2 separate regions of the Mus musculus genome follow, and region 1 is linked to region 2. The links are chromatin contacts, called in public HiChIP or PLAC-seq maps. All regions are on one chromosome and are shown on one strand. Each heading gives the region's core, a stretch centred on a gene start, on an enhancer-like site or on the middle of the called end of the contact. The rest is flanking DNA. Distances are from core to core; before and after follow the strand shown. Region 1 holds the start of Slc39a8 (solute carrier family 39 (metal ion transporter), member 8). Region 2 has its middle 35 kb from the start of Slc39a8.

Evidence for each region. HiChIP or PLAC-seq counts read pairs in DNA pulled down with a chosen protein or histone mark.
Region 1: a contact with region 2 is called in an H3K4me3 HiChIP or PLAC-seq map of bone marrow-derived macrophages, with 2.2 times the contacts expected there. The contact joins the promoter of Slc39a8 here to the enhancer-like site in region 2. A contact is called at or near these places in 1 of 15 datasets of contacts at CTCF or cohesin (the NIH/3T3 cell line), 1 of 484 Hi-C or Micro-C datasets (liver), 5 of 115 datasets of contacts at active chromatin or transcription factors (bone marrow-derived macrophages, embryonic stem cells and intestinal villus epithelium) and 1 of 9 other capture datasets (adipose tissue).

What each region holds. Positions count from the first base shown.
Region 1 is chr3:135,824,236-135,826,935 of GRCm38.p6, forward strand. Slc39a8 (solute carrier family 39 (metal ion transporter), member 8) reads left to right here and starts at 1,422. Exons shown (of 9, transcript NM_001135149.1): 1 at 1,422-1,565; 2 at 2,005-2,455. The coding sequence starts at 2,237.
Region 2 is chr3:135,789,596-135,792,415 of GRCm38.p6, forward strand. No RefSeq gene overlaps it. Among named protein-coding and RNA genes, the nearest start is that of Slc39a8, 35 kb to the right of the region's middle. Within about 2 kb of position 1,281, at least 2 of the 459 cell types and tissues checked have an H3K27ac peak or open chromatin away from gene starts, as enhancers often do. A contact at or near this core is called in bone marrow-derived macrophages, where this site is marked.

The sequences.
Region 1 (2,700 bases), core at 172-2,671, 35 kb after region 2:
AAGCAAAAAGGGAGAAATAGACAATATACTACACTTAAAACTCCACTAAAAAGTTGAAGAGACTTTTTTTTTTTAATCAGAAACTTATCAGCTGGGTAGATGCAAGAGCTCCTTTGTGCTATCAACTTACATTTGGCCCTTTTGTGAGAGGTTTGCCCTTTGAGCATCAGTACCGTTCTGTAAATTAATACCAACATCGGACAGATTTTTTTTTTTTTTTAATTGGAAAGAGTCCAGCCTCAGGATCATTTAGTTCACTGCCTTTCAAGGCAGGGCTTTTTGTCATGTACAGGTGAGTGCTTCTCACCTGGGATCTGTTGATCTGAATTGCTTCCAGTCATGAAGAAATTATTCTCCACATTAAGGCTTGGCACACTTATGCAGAAAACTTCCTCCTGGCAGCTGCCCTGTACAGCTGCCTAATGCCTCTGGTGTGAGACGGAACATATCCCCACCTCTATCACAGGAAAGTCCTTCTGTTGTTCTTGCCTAGGCCCCCATCTTCCTAGAATCCAGCACCCCCGCCCCCGCCCCCCCTCCTGCCACACACACACACACACACACACACACACACACACACACACACACACACGGGGGGGGGGAGAGAGAGAGAGAGAGAGAGAGAGAGAGAGAGAGAGAGAGAGAGAGAGAGAGAGAAAGAGAGAGGGAGAGCGCCAAATTTCTTATGAGTAATAGTTTCTTTTTCCTTCTACCTTGTTTTTCTGTTAGCTGTCTGCCTGTTTTTAAACTTGCTGTTTTTAGGAGGGTAAAACACACACACACACCCATCCTGAAAGGCATGAACAGCACTTTGAATTCTTTTTCTGACAGCCGAGCGGGTTTCACTTTATTTCTTTATTTCTAGATCGTTTCATCCACCGGACACAACCTTTGTCCCCAAACACCACATTCACTTTACACAAACTTGTTGACCTGACACCCAACTCAGCTTTTCTTGAACCTTCGTCTGAGCAAATAAACATTCCTTGTGATCTGCGGATATCCCGAGCGGCGTCAGGAAGGGCCCGCGAGGCCCCTGCTGGCTCAGCTAGCCCACCAACTTGCGACTGATTTGGTTTCCTCTTTCTCCTCTGATTTTTAAGAAGTGAGGCAAAAAACCAATTCCTGTTCATTTTTGAGACAATGCAAGGGGCTCTAGACACCGTTGCAGGAAGCTGATTTCATGGAGGTCACCAAAAAAGTGGGCCGGGACACCAGGAAGGGGGCTAGGGATCCCACCGTGGAGGTGGGCTCCAGGGAGTAGGCACCACAGCGGCTGGGATGGCAGACAGAGAGGTAAGCGCCCCGGCGTGGACGCACTTGGGAGATCAGCCTGGGGGAGTGTGACACCACGTGCTTCAGGGGCGGGGACAACACTCTCCCTCCCCTTCTTATCTCTAAAGGGTGCAGGGCCTGATCTCAGAGTTTCTTAGAGAAAGGAGAGAGAAAGACAGACAGAGAGAGAGAGAGAGAGAGAGAGAGAGAGAGAGAGAGAGAGAGAGAGAGAGAGAGAGAGAAGTATTTTGAATATATTTGAACCTCAGGGGCTGACATAGACAGTAGAGGTGAGAGGCTAGCAACTTCTCCGTTTCAACTTGCCAAGCTCACAGCCAGTTGTGCAGAGAGGGTCCAGCGTAGACGCGGGAACCTGGGGACCCCGAGGGAGTGTTTCTCTGCAGATTTTTGGGGGGTGGGAGCTTCAGTCCCGACCCTTCCACGTTTCTGCGGCGGGAAAAAAAAGCCTCAAGACAGGAAGAGGAGTTGGGGTTGCACAGTCAGAGGATTTAGTTCCCCGAAGTGTGGCGCGGTTGGGGCTTTATATCCGGGACAAGCGAGAGTCACCACACTGTAAGCAAATCCTGGGGCTTCAGCAAACCAGGCTCCGGGCAGCTGGCCCCACGCCCGGCTCGGAGTTCGAGACTCTGGCCACTCAGAGCTCTGGGGCCCGCAGACTGCTGACCCAGTGCCCTTTATCTCTGTCCCCCTTTGTTCCTTTTATCTCAGGCTCCGCAGGAGGCTCCGAGAGGCCACACTGCCTATCGCCCTTCTGGCTGTTCTACCTCTTCAATGCCCCGAAGGTCTGAGACTGCAGAGCGGGGGCACGGAGTGTCTCGCTAACTGGGCCAGGCAGTGACGCGGGACCGGCGCACCCTCCCACCCCCACCCTAACGGCACTGACACCGGGGCACCGGCGCGGGTCCCTGCATCAGCTAGCTCCGGAGCTGCGCGCTCCACGATGGCTCCGGGCCGGGCAGTGGCCGGGCTGCTGCTGCTGGCGGCCACCAGCCTGGGACACCCCTCGGAGGGACCGGAGCTCGCCTTCAGTGAGGATGTGCTGAGCGTGTTCGGCGCCAACCGGAGCCTGTCGGCCGCGCAGCTGGGGCGCCTGCTGGAGCGTCTGGGGGCTGCATCCCAGCAGGGAGCGCTGGACCTGGGCCAGCTGCACTTCAACCAGGTAAGGGTGGCCCCGTTCTCTGCAGTTTTCTCAGATTCCCATCCCCAGAGCAGTAGCACCAGAGAAAGGATTTCGTGAAGTTTTTCAAGTTTGAAGCGGTCATTTGATCCTCACCGGTTGGTTCACCGGGCATTAAGGGACTTGAGTTAGAGATCTGGCAAGCCAAAATGAGAAGTTGAGCTACCAGAGGACTTGTTGATCTATAGAAAAACGGATAGGTCTACGAAGTAGTTGAGGGCGGAAAC
Region 2 (2,820 bases), core at 31-2,530:
TTGTCCAAGACACTCCCCAAACATACAGTCTATTGCTATTGCCCTTAGGTTGTTCCCCCAAGAGGTAGAGGACAAATCCCTATTGCAGAGGACACCATGTGCTTCAGAGGCAGGGCCCATAGCTGGATCTGACACGAATGCCTCCATCCTGAGGAATAGCACTCATGGTACAAGAAGACACCATGCATGTTTTCAAAGGAAGAGAGCAAACAACAGTCCTACCTAGCTAGGACATTTGTGAACCTCAACAATGTCCAGTTAGCATCATAACCCTAAGGGTGTGGTAGTACACCTTGGTGGTAACCAACAGTCTCTAATTGGACTTAAGGTCAGCTCAACAGGAGGGAAACCATGCATGGTACTGGAGACCTCACCAACTACCATGGGCTAGTGAACTCATGAATCCTGGAGGAGATCTTAACCACCAGTTAATCCCTACCTACATTCTAAATATTTGTCCCAATACTCACAGATAAGTGCAGTCCTCACCCCTCTGCCAGGAGACTTCTCTTTGCCTCAGATAAAGACATCACGAAAGCCCACCACAAACAAAATGAAGAGCTGTGGAGCGCAGTCTCAGTCTACTCATCTGTCAGATACGCCCAACCCTAAGGCTCAAGGAACCATTGCGGAAGAGCACGTGGCAAGATTTTAAGAGCCAGAGGAACAGGGAGTTTCTGTGAGATTATGTTTCCTAGGAATTTCAGTAGCTACACCCATGAGGTCTCACTAACATGACTTCTAAAGACGAGCTGAACGAGAACAACAGTAGACATGTTAGTATGAATGGGAGAAAGTTCAAGGAATCATAGACAACAAAGGAATGATGGGAGAAATAGCTTTACCCAGGGAAGAGCACGCCAACTGGTTATCTAATACCAAATGGTCAGTTTTTAAGATGCACTTACAGGTAACGTTATAGAGACGCAACAGGTTATATGAACAGGAACACACACGCACACACATACACACCACACACGCACACCAAGTAATAAGAAAAGAAGCCATGAGTTTGGAAGGGAGCATGGAAGGGAACATGGGAAGATTTTGAAGGAAGAAAGGGTAGAGGAAAAGAATAAATGTAATTATATTATAAATTTAAAAAGAAATGATGATGATGATGAAGAAGAACTTGGTTCTTCCTGTCAAAGCCAGCAATAGCTTACCAGCTGTGAGAGGAAGAATCTATGTTGGTGATACATTTTCTCCACCCCAGTGAGCCCTCAGATGACTGTTAGTGTCCCCATCATCTTCCTCAGCTGCCTGAGAGTGAGTCACAAACACCGATTGTGTAATTTGCAAAATCCATGAAACAGCACTGGATGAGTCCTCTAAAAATATACTACTTACTGGTGTAATTGCTCATGCAATAGACAGCAAACGTACCCTGCTTATTTTTACCATCTGCCATTTTTTTAGGAAATTACTTCAGGATAATAATCAGCCATTGAAATTTAACAAAATATCTTCTAGAGCAGCTTTAAGTTGGTTTTAAAAGGGCAGAAAGTGCAAAGATATAAGTTACCTGCTTTATTACAAGTTTCATTACTTCGACATATTTGTTACATGATGATGATGATGTCAGAGTATACTTCCCAGCCTGGCTTAGAACTGACACTCTTGCCTCAGTCTCCTAAGTACTAGGGTTACAGGTGCATGGCACCACAGTCAGCCAGGCCTATTGCTATTAATTTGTCTGTAGTTTATAGTAAAGGTCATGCTACACTTTGATATTAGGGTTTGGATGATCTATAACCGCAGTTTTTCAGCAGTACAGTATCATGTTGAATGGTTCCACAAAGTGTCTGTGCTATTTTTACCCCTACCAATCCCTCTCCCTCTTTGTCTTCTCTAGACTTCCTGATCTGGTTTTATCTTTCCCAAGATGAGAATTCTGCACTAGGTAAGATGCCGTAGTTAGAATATCCACTAGTTAGAATTGTGCAGTATGTAGCCTTTTCTTTTCTTTCCATTTTATTTGTCTGTCTTTCTGTGTGAGTGTGTATATCTGTGTGTATGTGTGTCTGTCTGTCTGTCTGTCTGTCCGAGTGTATGTCTATGTCTGTGTTTCTCTCTCTCTCTCTCTCTCTCTCTCTCTGTGTGTGTGTGTGTGTGTGTGTGTGTATGTGTGCATACTATAGTGCACATGTGGAGATCAGAAGACAACTTGTGGAATTGGTTCTCTTTTTCCACCATGTGGGACTGGGGATGGAGCTCAGGTTGTCAGGCTTGGCATCAAGGTCATGCATTGCTGAGCCATCTTGCTGGCCCTGTATGCTGCCTTTTTGAATGAGCTGCTTTCATTTGTTAACATTTCTCAAGTTTCCTCTATGACTTTTTATGCCTTGATAATTCATTTTTAATCACCAAATAATATCCCATTCAATATTGTTTTCTATTGAAGAATGCCTTGGTTGTCTCTAGATTCCATCAATTATGCAGAATGCTGAACCTCAGCTATTTTCGTTTGCATTTAAAGAATACAGTGTAGTATCCATTTTCTACTAATAATGTATTCATTATGAAAATTTAGGAAGTTCAGAAAAGACTAAAATGAAAATAAATGATATTAGTAACCTCACCCTAAAGATGATACTGGTAATCATTAGTGTATATCTAGATACTCCATGTTCTTCCATCTATCCATCTGTCTATACATCCATCATCTGTCCATCTGTCTACCCATCTATCTATCCATCTGTCTATCTATCTCTCTATCCATCCATCTACCCATCTGTCTATCTCTCACCTGTGGCTATATTTGTGTATACTTCTTCTACATTTGCTTTTTACAAACTTGGGTATCATGCTGTTTATGTA